Linked DNA regions of Sus scrofa: region 2 is linked to region 1. A link is a contact called in public HiChIP or PLAC-seq data. All regions are on one chromosome and are shown on one strand. Each heading gives the region's core, a stretch centred on a gene start, on an enhancer-like site or on the middle of the called end of the contact. The rest is flanking DNA. Distances are from core to core; before and after follow the strand shown.

Region 1 (6,841 bases), core at 755-3,254:
GACAAAATGCTCTGTGTTTGCCAGATTTAAACCATTGGGGTTTCCTAATGATGATGATAAGTGGCCTTTATACAGAGGGCTTATAACTCCTTGAGGCTAGGACTAAGAACTTGTGCTATGAAAATAATGTGGCCCTTGCCTAGTACTTAATCTTTTCCTCTCTCCAGGAGCTTGATAGTGGAATGGATGAATTTCTAAGAAATTTAAGTTTGTCAAAAATACGTGCAGCACTTGGGAAAGCAGCGGAGTTCCCATCGTGTCGCAGTGGTTAACGAATCCCAACTAGGAACCATGAGGTTGCAGGTTCGATCCCTGGCCTTGCTCAGTGGGTTAAGGATCCAGCATTGCCATGAGCTGTGGTATAGGTTGCAGACTTGGCTCGGATACCGCATTGCTCTGGCTCTGGTGTAGGCCAGAGGCTACAGCTCCGATTCGACCCCTAGCCTGGGAACCTCCATATGGCCCACAAGGATCGGCCCTAGAAAAGGCAAAAAGACAAAAAACAAAAAAACAAAAAACAACAACAACAACAACAAAAAAAAACCCAAAAAAACAACTTGCAGCACTTGGAAAAGCAGGATCAAGATAGAGACAGAACTGATTTCTTCACTCTTACCTGTTTCCCACTTTGCCATCATTTAAACCAAGAACCAACTCCCTCTGGGCTCAGCTATGGGCTAGAATGGGCCAGGCTCTGAAATGCTTTGGCAGGTTTTTTGAGAGGAAATTGGCAGCTACAGGGCAGCTGGCTTCTCTGCTTTGGGTCTTCTTTTGTTCGTTTATTCTCCCAACATTGATTGAGCTCGTGACTGGGCCCTGTACAAGGTGCTGTAGGAGTTTCTTTAAAAAAAAATGTGTAAGATCTGGTGTGCCATACAAAAAGCTACACGTCTAGTGGGAGGGGTCAAGCAGGCAGAAACTACAGATAGATACACTGTGTGCTAAGTGTTATGTGAATTCAGAAGAGAGGAGGGGGTGGGAATGAGGAGTTTGTAAACAGGAAACTGTGTAAAGTGTAAATGAAGTTAAGGGCACTGCATAGCTCAGTACTCTGGGGAGCTCTAAACTGTTACGTGTGAGCAGGATGTGGGAAGTGAAGCGGCAGTGGGTGAGATAAAGAGGTATGCTGGGACCAGGACACACAAAGAAGCATGTTAAAAGTTGGGACTATAAGTCCAGTCCAGGTGGTTGAAGTATTTCGAGAGGGGAAGCCCTGAGATGAGAATTCTTGGTTTTAGGTGGTAGAGCACCCCAGCTTTGGTTGGTGAAAGGGATTCAAGAAAGAATTGGAACTGGGACAGAAGAGACCATTTGTATTTAGCCAGAAAATGAGAACATGGATTGAAGCAATGGGGATGGATTTCAGACCTATTTTTAAGGTAGAATCAATAGAATTTCGTCTCTCTCATTTGTGGTGACAAAGCACTGTCTCAAATAAAGGTACTGCCTTATAGGGAATTCAAATTGACTGAAACCACTGTTTGAGATCACGAGCGGGACCTGGTACTGGGGCTATGCTTAAAGACAAAAGACATCAAAAGCTCTTTAGACTGCAGTTGTCTTTCAGAGCGCTCGGTTACCTTCTAAAATGAACTTATTTTCCAACACCCCTTAGAATTGCTATACCCCTTCCCTTTCTTTGCTGAACTGGGGAAATCTTCCGCCACACTCAAGATGGCGGCACCAAAATGGACTTCTATACATGTTTTGGATTGCCCAGCCCCGTGATTCCAGCTACTTCCGCCACTCTCTGCGGAGCAGCACGCGTTTACGCCTCCTCGCAGCACTCAAGATGGCCCGGCTTCCTCCTACTTTTCATTGGCCAGCTCTCTCCGGTCTTCCGACATCATGAGGGGGCGGGACTTGTATTTGATCGACGGCTGTTTTAACCAATGGAAAAAGGGATAAAACCAATGAAGCGCTGGAACTGGAGAACCATCCCAGCGTCTGGGAGGTGTTTCGGCTGGGCGGGGTGGAGCAGAGCCGGAAGCGGGTGGGGAGAGTGAAACAGGAAAAGAAGGGAAGAAGGAAGAAGAGGGAAGAGGAGGAGAGGGAGGAGGAGGAGGGAGGCGGCGGCGCCGTGGCGGAGGAGCAGGAGCAGGAGGGGGATGGAGAGGAGAAGGCTCCTGGGTGGCATGGCGCTCCTGCTCCTCCAGGCGCTGCCCAGCCCCCTGTCAGCCAGGGCCGAACCCCCGCAGGTAAGGGGGAGGGAGCGTCTGGGCCAGGCTGGAGGTCTGGGGGTCGTCGAGGCCTGGCTGGAGGGGGCTGAAGGGATGTTGTCAAGAGTCGACGGGTCCCAAGAGGGGCACCCATGTCTGGAGTGGACAGGATGTAAGGGGGCGTCGGTGTTTAACTGAGGGACACCTGTGACGGCTTTGGTGTCAGGGAAGTGGCAGAGGCATGGTACCAAGTGAGTGAGGGGTCTTTGAGACGGCAGTTAGGTAAGGTGGGATGGGATGGCTGTGGCCGGATAGTGGTGCCAAGCAGGGGCATGAGGGGCGCGCATTCTTGTCTCACAGTGTCTCCAAGGCAGCGATGCCGCGTTTACGTCTGTGCGGATAGGGGTCCGTGGGTTATTGAGTGGGCCTGAGAGGGAGGGAGGGGCTGAGAGGATATTTATTTCAAGCTGCACCTGGGAAAGGTCTAGGAGCCTCTAGGCCCCATTTTTAATGGTGTTGGAGGCAGGGATCTTGGAAGGCAGGTGAGATGAAGTAGACTGGGGCTCCTCAGGAGCATGGCACACGAGCGGTAACAAGCTCTCACTGTTGGGCGGGCTGGCTGGTCTGGGGGAGCCAGTCACCGATGTCGGTCTGGGCCAGCTCGGCGTTTTGAGCAAAGGGTGGTGCTGATGCCAGTAAGGGCAACAAATGGAGCACCCCAGCTTTTCTTGCTAGGTGGCTTGCCTCTTATCCAGGCAGAGAAGCTTGTGCTGATTTCAGCTGCTGCTGGCATTTCGAAACCTTAATGGGAGCGTTGCTCCTGGTGCCAAGTTGGGTGGGGTGCAGCAGGGGGAATCACCCCTCCTTCCCTTGCATTTGGCAAGGCTTTACCATTCTATTTTCTTCACTTTCTGTTCCCGTCCCTGTCTTTTCAGAAAGGCACACACACAGAGCAAAATGGCAGAGTCTCTACAGCTTAGCATGAACTTTGTGTTGTGATCAAGTAGACGCAGAGTACCAGCAAAAATACACACACTTATCTTTTCCCTAGGAGTTTATGGGCAGTCTTTTCACATATGCATCTTGTCTTGCTCATCCTCTATGTAACAAATTAATTTTTTAAATGACCTGAAGTGTATATAACATAAACCATTTAAAACCACTTAACCATTTTAAAGTGAATACTTCAGTGGCATTTAGTACACTCACAGTGTTGTGCAACCACCGCCTCTATCTAGTTCCAAAACATTTTCATCACTCCAAAAGAAAAGCCTGTACCATTAAACAGTTCCTCCCCATTCCTCCTTCCCCCATACCCTGGCAACCACCAGTCTGCTGTCTCTGTGGATTTATCTGTTCAGGATATTTCATATAAATGGAATCCTACAGTATGTGACCTTTTGTGTCTGGCTTCTTTCTCTTACCATAATGTTCAAGGTTTATCTGTTTTTGTGGCTGAATAATACTCCATTGTGTGGCTACACCACAATTTATTTATTCCTTTATCTATAGAAGTATCCTCTGCTTCTCTCAAAGAATACATTTACGTGTATTAGAAAGAACGCACAAAAGGAATATAGCTCATTTTCTGACCCAATACATTGCTTTTTTCTACAGCTGGGACTCTCCTGTTTTAGGCTTTGTTGGGGTTGTTTTCCCAGTTAAAATCATCAACTGACAGGAGAAATAAATTTGCTTTATCTTCTAGAAAAGTTACAATCTTTAGGACTGGTAAAGCTAAGAAGTATAGATGTTGAAAGAACAAAATAGAGAACTGTTGCTTTTCCTTTGCCCCTGCCTATTTCTGTCGCTGTCGCTAAAGGCTGTTCCCAGTGACCAGCAATTAAATGGTAGAGGGTCGATTTAGGAACCGTGCAGCCTTTGGAGGTGGGAGCCCTGGGTCTGTGGTCTCCATCACCCCAGGAGAGAGGGGTGGTTGGCTTCCAAGGCACTGGTGGGAACCAGGTCCATTTCTTTAGCAGGAGAGGAGGAAGGATGGAAGGGGGAGATTCCTTCCTTGCTCATGGAAGGAAGCCTGGGAGGTGGAGGGAAGGGGTGGGAGGGGATCTTCAGTGTCATGCCCTAATTGCAGTTTGTGGATCACAGGCCATTTTCTTATCATTTCTCTGGCACTCCCACTACTTATTTTTGGGACAGGGTGGCTTTTGTACTTTGTTCCATTTGGATGGATGCTAGCATTGACCAGCAGCTATTATGTGGTTAAAGTTCTTGCAGAGAAGGGAAAGTTTTTGAAATGAGTAGTCTCTTGCCTCCTGACCCTCTTCCCCCAAACCCTCCTTCCCCCCATCTCACAGCCTCTCTTTCTCTTGCCAAGTTCTCCATATCTGTAGTGAGAATTGTGTTTTGAATTTTAACCTTTTGAATTCAGTTTACTCTATAATTATTAACTCTGGGAGTTCCCGTCATGGCGCAGTGGTTAACGAATCCGACTAGGAACCATGAGGTTGCGGGTTCGGTCCCTGCCCTTGCTCAGTGGGTTAACGATCTGGCGTTGCCGTGAGCTGTGGTGTAGGTTGCAGACGCGGCTCGGATCCCGCGTTGCTGTGGCTCTGGCGTAGGCCGGTGGCTACAGCTCCGATTGGACCCCTAGCCTGGGAACCTCCATATGCCGGGGGAGTGGCCCAAGAAATAGCAAAAAGACCAAAAAAAAAAAAAAATTATTAACTCTGAATCCACCACAGTTTAGTCAAGTTAGTTTTTGTTTTGTTTTGGCGTATAGAAATCTGTGAAGGAAAAAAAAAAACAATCTCACAGACCATTTTGGCATAGGATGTACTTCAGGTACTCAGCGTCCTTATTTCAACAAGTAGCTTCCAGCTAGCTCACAATTGAGGAGAACTCTCTGTACTCATTCTGTACTGAAAATGGTATGGGTACTGCCTTGCATTTTTATCCTCAAAATGGCTCTGGAGTTCCTGTTGTGGCGCAGAGGAAATGAATCTAATCAGTAACCATGAGGTTTCGGGTTCGATCCCTGGCCTCACTCAGTGGGTTAAGGATCTGGAGTTGCTGTGAGCTGTGGTATAGGTTGAAGATGTGGCTCAGATCCTGCATTGCTGTGGCTGTGCTGTAGGCTGGCAACGGTATCTCCGATTAGACCCCTAGCCTGGGAACTTACATATGCCATGTGTACAACCCGAAAAAGCAAAAAAAAAAAAAAAAAAAAAAAAAGACTCTATCAAATACAATCTTTCTTTTTAATTTAATTTTATTATTTTAGTGAACCTGTGGCGTATGGAAGTTCCCAGACCGGGAATGAACCTGTACCTCCCCAGTGACCCAAGTTACTGCAGTCAGATTCTTAACCCACTGTACCACAGCAGGAATGCCCCCCCCTTTTTTAATTCAAGTGTAGTTATTTTACAGTATTGTGTTAGTTTCTGATGTATAGCAAAGTGATTCAGTTATACACATATATTCTTTTTCATAATACAGTCTTTTTTTTTTTTTACACATGCATTTAGTATCAAATATATGGTATTAGGCAGCTTCCTTTCCCTGGTTCCAGCTCTGCACTGGAACAGCCATTTCCTGCCATCCTGGCCCAGATAAGTTTATCAGTTTGACTCCCTTCTGTGATAAGAACTTAGACCTCTATTCTCCTATAGGTCATTGCAACTCAGATGTGATTCCTTGAATCCATAAAGAATAAAAAAGCTATAGAGTCTCCAGATAGTAAAGCCTTGGCATTTGGCTCTTCCAGTTAAATTTTTTGTTTGTTTGTTTGTTTGTTTTTTCTTTTTAGGGCTACACCCAAGGCATATGGAGGTTCCCAGGCTAGGGGTCTAATCGGAGCTACAGCTGCTGGCCTACAGCACAGCCACGGCAGTGCAGGATCCGAGCCTCAGATCCTTAACCCACTAGGTGGGGCCAGGGATCAAACCCACAACCTTATGGTTACTAGTCGGATTCGTTTCTGCTGCACTGCTGTGGGTACTCCTCTTCCAGTTAAATTGTGATGGAGGGGTTCCCATCATGGCTCAGCAGTAACAAATCTGACTAGTATCCATGAGGACGAGGGTTCAATCCCTGGTCTCGCTTAGTGGGTTAAGGATCCAGTATTGCTGTGAGCTGTGGTGCAGGTCACACACAGCTCAGATCCCTCGTTGCTGTGGCTGTGATCTTGGCTGGCAGCTGCAGCTCTGATTCAATCCCTAGCCTGGAACTTCCATATGCTGTGGATGTGGCCCTTAAAAGCCAAAAGAATTAAATAAATAAATAAATATGATGATGGAGAGATATCGAGTTTCTTTTTCTTGTTGATTAGATTCAACACGAAAAATCTGACTATAGTGTTTAAAGTTTTAGTAGAAATGTCTTTTTCCATAAAGTGATACAGCCCCTGAGCTGGGTACAAACCTGTAGAGATGCAGTCCTTACCTTTCCTCTGCCATGCTTAAAACTTTGATGTGTCTTTTTTTTTTTTAGGGCCACACCCAAGGCATATGGAGGTTCCCAGGCTAGGGGTCCAATCAAAGCTACAGCCGCTGGCCTACGCCAGAGACACAGCAACGCAGGATCTGAGCCACGTCTGCGACCTACACCACAGCTTATGGCAACACCAGATCCCAGCCCACTGAGTGAGGCCAGGGATTGAACCCACGTCCTCATGGATGCTAGTCAGGTTCATTAACTGCTGAGCCACAATGGGAGATCCTTAA
Region 2 (6,965 bases), core at 3,726-6,225, 62 kb after region 1:
CCCGACTAGGAACCATGAGGTTGTGGGTTCAGTCCCTGGCCTTGCTCAGTGGGTTAAGGATCCGGCGTTGCCATGAGCTGTGGTGTAGGTCACAGACGCGGCTCAGACCTGCGTTGCTGTGGCTGTGGCATGGGCTGGAGGCTGCAGCTCCAATTAGACCCCTAGCCTGGGAACCTCCATATGTCGCAGGAGCAGCCCTAGAAAAGACAAAAAATAAAATTAAAAAAAAAAAAAGAATAAATAAAAGGTAAGCAAACTTAATGCCCACCAAACCAAAAATACAGACGGACCAATTCCTGGAGGCAGCCTGCAGTCAGTGACCTCTTGTACGGTCACCATTCTTACGTTCCCACGAGTCCCTCTGGTACAAACATTTGTGAAAATGAACATGGGTTCTAGGTATAACTTCACCAGGCAAGGCCTGCCAGTGCCAAGCCAGGGCCCACTGTCCCGGGACCCCTCCAGCTGGCTCACTGTGCGCGCCTCTGTCTCGCCTCCCCACCCGCAGGGTTCTGGCTGGTGTGGACCATCATCATCATCCTGAGCTGCTGCTGTGTCTGCCACCACCGCCGAGCCAAGCACCGCCTTCAGGCCCAACAGCGGCAACATGAAATCAACCTGATCGCCTACCGGGAAGCCCACAATTACTCAGCGCTGCCGTTTTATTTCAGTACGTACACAAAAAGCCACCAGACCCCCACCCTCGGGGCCAGGCCGTGTAGACAGTGCTCGGGTGGCCGGGCGTAGGGGCTTGGCTCCCTTGACCCACACAGAACAGGGTCTCACACACGGGAACAAGAGGGCTCCCCTCTTCAGTACAGAGGAGCCAGTGCTCTGCACGCCCCTCCTGGAAGCCATTGGGCCATTCCAGTCCACACTGGCTGCGTTCTGACCAGGTCTCTGCTCCTTGAGGCAGACTTTTTTTGTAGGCAGGTAATTGGATGGTGTATGATGTGAGTGAATTGAGATTTAGAGGTCAGTGGCCCAAAATCCCCCCATTTTGCTTCCTGCCATGTGAGATGCCTGAGCAGAGGCTACCGCAAGCAGAGCAGGTGTGGGAGGGTGACACGGGGACTTCCTGAGAACCAAGAAACCCAGTGATTCACTGAAGGGCACACTCACCTGATTTCCTGGGGTTCCTTACACTGACCTCTCAAATGGTTGGTGGAGGCCCAGCAGTGCAGCCTGTCCAGAGCCATTCTGCAGTGCGTTCTGTAGAATAAAGTGGTTATAAATTTGGAATTCCACCTCTAGGAGGGTTAAGTGCTCCTAGAGCACAGCATCTGGCATAGAGTAAGTACTCAATAAAAGCTAGCAATTATTGTTATATAATAATTCGATCATTCCTGCCTCCAAGCAAAAGACAACTCACGTGGCATGTTCTTAACAAGCCTCGATGGCAGGCCCTCGCCCTTACCACCGGGTAAGCCACCCACTCTTGATCTGAATCCGGATGAGGTTTGGTTTGTCTTTCCAGACCACCTCCAGCCACACTAGGGTGAGAGACAACACAGATTTCTCACCTCCTAGAAGAAGGCCCTCTTCATGGTATACGTCTGGCACGTGCCAGGGCGGAGGAGGGGCAGTCGGGAAGTGGTCAAGAAAAGTCTTAAGTTGGGGTCCCTGACCCTGAGGACACAGGTGGAGGACACAGTGTGAGCAAGAAACATGAGAACTGCGTGCATGTGGAAACAGGTTGCTTCCAGGCAGAAATCTCTTGGCCATTTACCATATTTGCCTAACCCTCTGCCTTAGCCCCAGACAGGCAGAAGTCCTTGCCTGCAGAGCCGCTTCAGCAGCTCTCAGGTTTCGAGAAACTAGAATGGCTCGCTTCCAACCCGTCCCTCTTTGCAAAGTCACTCACAGCCCCATGCCCCGCCCGCAGCCAAGAGCCATCGCTGTCACTTAGTGGGTACGCTGGGGGTGGGACGAGACATCTGTCTAGCATGAGCCTGCAGTCTGTTCTGGAACCATTGCCCGTGCAGTAATCTTTCCTCCCTACCTCCCCATTTTAGGGTTTTTGCCAAACTATTTACTACCTCCTTATGAGGAAGTGGTGAACCGACCTCCAACTCCTCCCCCACCATACAGTGCCTTCCAGCTACAGCAGCAGCAGCTGCCCGCACAGTGCGGCCCTGCAGGTGGCAGCCCCCCAGGCGCCGACCCCACCAGGGGCTCCCAGGGGGCACAGAGCAGCCCCTTGTCTGGGCCCAGCAGAAGCAGCACGAGACCCCCAAGCATCGCTGACCCTGAGCCCTCCGACGTGCCAGCAGACCCTGCAGCCACCAAAGCCCCTGGAATGGAGCCCAGCGGCTCTGGGGCCGGCCTGGGGGCGGTAGACCCCGGGGCCTTCCTGGACAAGGATTCCGAATGTAAGGAGGAGCTACTGAAAGAGCACAGCTCCGAGCAGGGCAGCGCCCTCCCTGACAGCAAAGACAAGACGCCAGGCAGACATCGCCGCTTCACGGGTGACTCGGGCATCGAGGTGTGCGTGTGCAACCGGGGCCACCATGATGATGACCTCAAAGAGTTCAACGCACTCATCGATGACGCTCTGGACGGGCCCCTGGACTTCTGCGACAGCTGCCACGTGCGGCCCCCCGGCGACGAGGAGGAAGGGCTCTGCCAGCCCTCCGAGGAGCAGGCCCAAGAGCCCGGGCACCCCCACCTACCACGGCCGCCCGCCTGCCTGCTGCTGAACACCATCAACGAGCAGGACTCCCCAAACTCCCAGAGCAGCAGCTCCCCCAGCTAGAGCAGGCCCTGCCTGCGCCTGACAACTTGGCGAAGCAATCAGGGTAGGGGAGAACCACGAGAGAAGCATTAAACGACTGTGCCCTTTTTCCCCTCCTCTGCTCCTGCATTTTCCTGCATCTCCAGGTACAGTTGGGGAAGTGGGTGCCTCGCCCCCCCACAGAAGCACAGTGTGGTGGAGGGCCGAGAAGCTGTTCCAGGACTCATTCCTCAGACCCCACTCCACCCCACCCCCCTTTACCTCTTTGCAAGTCATGTCTCCCTGCCTGCTTGGGTCAGAGAGATGTGTGTTTCAGAAGCCCCCGAGGCACGGGGCGAGACTCTGCCCCGAGAGACTCTTGGTGATGGAGTGGATTCACGTCCTGGTGTTAGTTGTAGAGAACCTCACCGTGTCTCAGTCCACGAGAGGCGGCAGGGCTCTGGGTGAAGAAGGAAGCCCACAGAGGCCCAGGGACTGCTGCCCTGACTGCCAGTGTCTGCAGAGCTGGAACTGGGCTCCTGTGGGAGGCTGCGAACCGATAGGCAGTCGTGTGGTCGGTTGGCAAGGGGGCTTGTTGCGCTCTCAAGTTCAAGGTGATGAGATTGAGGCGCCACCTCGCATCCTGGAGGGGCCCCTTCCCAGCAGGTCTGGCTGGCCGCAGACTGGTCCAGGTGTGGAAGGTTATACCCACCTTCTCTTTGTTGTTTTTTTTTTTTTTCTTAAAAAAAAAGAGAAAAAAAAAAATCAAAAGCGAGCTGAAAACAAGAACTTGACCAGTGGGCAGACAAGAATTCTGCTTTGGAAAAGGGAAGTTTATGGCTCTTTCCCAACTTGACCTTCAAAGAGCCTAGCTACAGTCGAGCCAGTTTTGTGTGCAGGCTTGGTGGGGGGCTGTCTCTGGAACGCCTGTGAGTGAGCAGGAGGCCCTGCGCTGCAGCAGTGGATGGAGGCGCAGCTTTCCGCATCTCTGCCCTTTGATCTGTGCCCACAGGTGACCAGTGCCCTCCCCCATCCCAGGCACACTGTCTGCTGGCCTTCACTGTTCTCTATGAACAAAGGAGGAGGCTGTGGGTCCTGAGAGAGGGTGGCCCCACAGCCTGGCTCTCACGCAGTATTTTCTCTTGATTCTGAATCCGTTGTTTTGTTTCTTTGTTGCTTTTTTCAAACTGACCACTTGGGGAAAAACATGCTTTGGTTATCTGTGGATTTTGTGCCCTTTCTCTGCTCCACCCCACCCTGGAGTGGGGTAGCTAATTTTTGTAGCCTATGTAAAGGGTCTAAGTGGCCCAGGCAGGAGGGTGGAGGCAGCCATCCCGAAGGACCCCAGGATCCTGATTAACTATAGTTTGGCTTCAGATAACCAGTTGAGCTTCGAGAGAATAATCTGAGTGGAGAAAGCGAACTGCCGAAGCTAACATTCCCTGTCCAGCCCTGTTCCTGTGAAGAGTTTGGTTCTTCTCCCACTCTTGAACGATGATATTCAGACTAGCCATTGATGTTATGTTAAGAAAGGAAGGTGTGTATCTCTCTCTATATGTATATATATGAATACACACGTATGTGTGTGTGTGTGTGTATATATATATATATATATATATATATACATATATGTGTGTATATATACACACACACACACACAACAGACAAATCCAAGGCTGTGAGGTGACTGAGTGTCTGTGTTTGGAGTCCACAAAACCAAAATCCACGTCGAACATCGTGCATTCTGTATACAGTGACTTTTTGGATAACCTGTGTGTGTCTGTCCGTTGTGCGTGAGCCCCTAGCCCTGTTTTCCTGTGAATATACCTTGAACGGCAGCCACTCTGCTCCCGTTACCCACACGTTTGGAGCAGGGGGCGGCCCTCTCGAGGTAATTTATTTTACGCATTTACTGTTTACTGAGCAAATGTCTGACTGTGCACTCGGGTGTACTCAGCAGCGCTGTCGACCGCAGTCCCTACGTTTGCCAGATACTGTGCTCCAAGTAGAGGTTTTACTCTACCCATCACTGCAATTTGCACATTGCTCCGTGGACACTCGGAGGCCTGTGTTCTGTTCCCTGAAAGCGGAAACGTGCTCTGAGCCTGTCTGCCTCCCTCGGCTGCTCCTGGCCCTTGGTGTCAGCCCCCGGGGGTGTCCACAACCACACGGGACAGAAGGCCAAGGGTGGAACCTCAGACAGAAGCCGAATTGGATCTTCTTCAGTGACCAGCTCGGACTGGCTGTGGCCCAGACGCCGGCCCTGCCCAGAAGTGCCAGGAGGGTTTGGCGGCCACCACAGTGCCATAGGGCTTCCCTCCCTCTGCTGAGGTCCAGGGCATGCGAGCGAGCACGCCCGTGTGTGGCAGAAGTGGGCAGGAGTGCGCTGGCAGCCCTCAGATGCCTTTCCTTCAATCTTTTTTTTTTTTTTTTTTTAAATCCCAACAACTCCCTGAAGTGTCTCAAAAGAGATCAAGTTTTACCAAAATGAACCCTGCTTCAGTTAACTGGTCAAATGGATGTATTCTGGCCCTCTCAAGTTTCCTTCTCCAACAGAGTGGGGAACTGGTCCACGCGTTACCTGCTGGGTTCACTGCAGCGTCCCACCCGAAAGGCACGAGAAGAAGAAAACGCAGCGGGCAGAGCTGGGCTTGAGTCCAGCCGTCAGTCTGGCCCCTGCTACACGAGGCTACCCTGCACGACGAAAGCTGGAAATAGGAATTGAAGGGCTCGTGAGGGGGCCTGGGAGATTCGATGGAGTCTGGTTTTCCAGGCGAGAGGGGCTGGTCGAGGGTTTGGTGCTACAGTCGGAAGATTTGCAAATGCTAACACATTCCTGTGTGAGGCACATCACCCTTTGTCAGTTATTGTGAATATGTGTATTTTAAGCAATAAGATTCAGCTGGTCAGACTTTTCTGGGCAGTCTCGGTGACGCATTTCCCGTGCTGTGATTGTTCTGAAGACAGAGTGGCTCTTAACCACTGTGAGAAGCCCAAATAAAATCCATCCCCAAAACTCGACTGCTCTTTTTCCTTGTAGCACTCATTCCCGTTTCTTCCTCCCCAGACTTGAAGGGGTCGCACCTCGATATTCCTGAGCGCACATGCCCTCCGCTCCTCCACGCAGAGGCTGAGAGAGGTCACACAGCCGTCGGGGACAGGCTCCTGAGCCAGGGACAGGCTGGCTCCGCTGCAGAGGGCACTTCTATCCGGGGAATTTCCCAGCAAACCCTCTCTCTGCCGAGGGTGTATTTGTGATGTTTGAAAACTTTGGTAAAGTCCCACAAACTAGTTAATATCAGACCCCCCGGAAGCAGAAACAAGTCAGAGACCCTGAAACTAAAGCATGACATTTAAGAGGCAGCAGGCACTGCGGGAGATCTCTTTATTGATACGATAGACCTGTGGATGAGCACTTGGCCTCAAAATACAATACACGACGCATGTGTTATGGGTCCCCGCTTTGTGCCCAGCACTATGCTGGGTGCCAAGAAGAACATGGAAGACGTGTATAAGACAAGACCCTTGCCTTCTAGAATTTAAATGATAATTGAGAAGACAAAACAATTAGCTGATCAACAGTGTGAGGGAGGTTGAGACAAGTGAGCAGTACCAATTCAGAGCAGCTCGGCCAGTCCTGGGAGGTGGTTTGAAGTCTCGCATTCCAGCAGAACTGGAATCAGAGCTGAGTTTTAGGAGCCACCAGTGCACCAACATCTGCCATCGTGGGCCCATGAGTCTTTCCTAAGACTCGTTCTATTTTCTGCTCCGCTTAAGACCTTCCTCCTAGCACTTTGTGCCACGTGTAAGCCGCTAGCTCCGACTGGGAATGCCTCAACTCAGGAAGGGGAACCCTCCCACCCAACAAGACTTCTGTTTGGGCCACATGCAGGTGGGCAGAGCAGGATGATGAGCATCCTCGGAACCCCCCGATAAGGGGTTCAAGCCTTTCTGAGTGGAGTGCTCACCACCGGGCTGGCGGGGGATGCTGGCAGAGAGCGATGTTCTCTCCAGCCCCCGCATTTGCTCAGCAGCCAGCTATGTCATTTCTGAGAGTCCAGTGTAATCCAGGCATGTTCCTGCCCCTATCTGACCCTGGGCTGGAGGACATTGCCCTGGCCCTTCACTGACTCCAGTGGGATGGTTGCTGCCTACTTCCTTTTAAACTGTTGGGATCCTCTAGGCAACCCCAAGGGAGCCATATGAGCATCTAGGGACAGTTGTAAAATCGCAGGAAGGAAGTGGCAGCGTA

The links. HiChIP or PLAC-seq counts read pairs in DNA pulled down with a chosen protein or histone mark.
Region 2: an H3K27ac HiChIP or PLAC-seq map of skeletal muscle shows a contact between it and region 1, with 3 times the contacts expected there. The contact joins the enhancer-like site here to the promoter of WBP1L in region 1. A contact is called at or near these places in 3 of 5 promoter capture datasets (fetal liver and liver), 19 of 47 Hi-C or Micro-C datasets (blood, embryonic fibroblasts, epiblast stem cells and 10 more) and 2 of 2 datasets of contacts at active chromatin or transcription factors (alveolar macrophages and skeletal muscle).

The regions. Positions count from the first base shown.
Region 1 is chr14:113,735,754-113,742,594 of Sscrofa11.1, forward strand. WBP1L (WW domain binding protein 1-like) reads left to right here and starts at 2,005. Exons shown (of 4, transcript XM_001929157.7): 1 at 2,005-2,198. The coding sequence starts at 2,109.
Region 2 is chr14:113,794,831-113,801,795 of Sscrofa11.1, forward strand. WBP1L (WW domain binding protein 1-like) reads left to right here. Exons shown (of 4, transcript XM_001929157.7): 3 at 509-670; 4 at 2,016-5,734. The coding sequence ends at 2,755. Among named protein-coding and RNA genes, the nearest start is that of CYP17A1, 22 kb to the right of the region's middle. Within about 2 kb of position 4,976, at least 6 of the 83 cell types and tissues checked have an H3K27ac peak or open chromatin away from gene starts, as enhancers often do. A contact at or near this core is called in skeletal muscle, where this site is marked.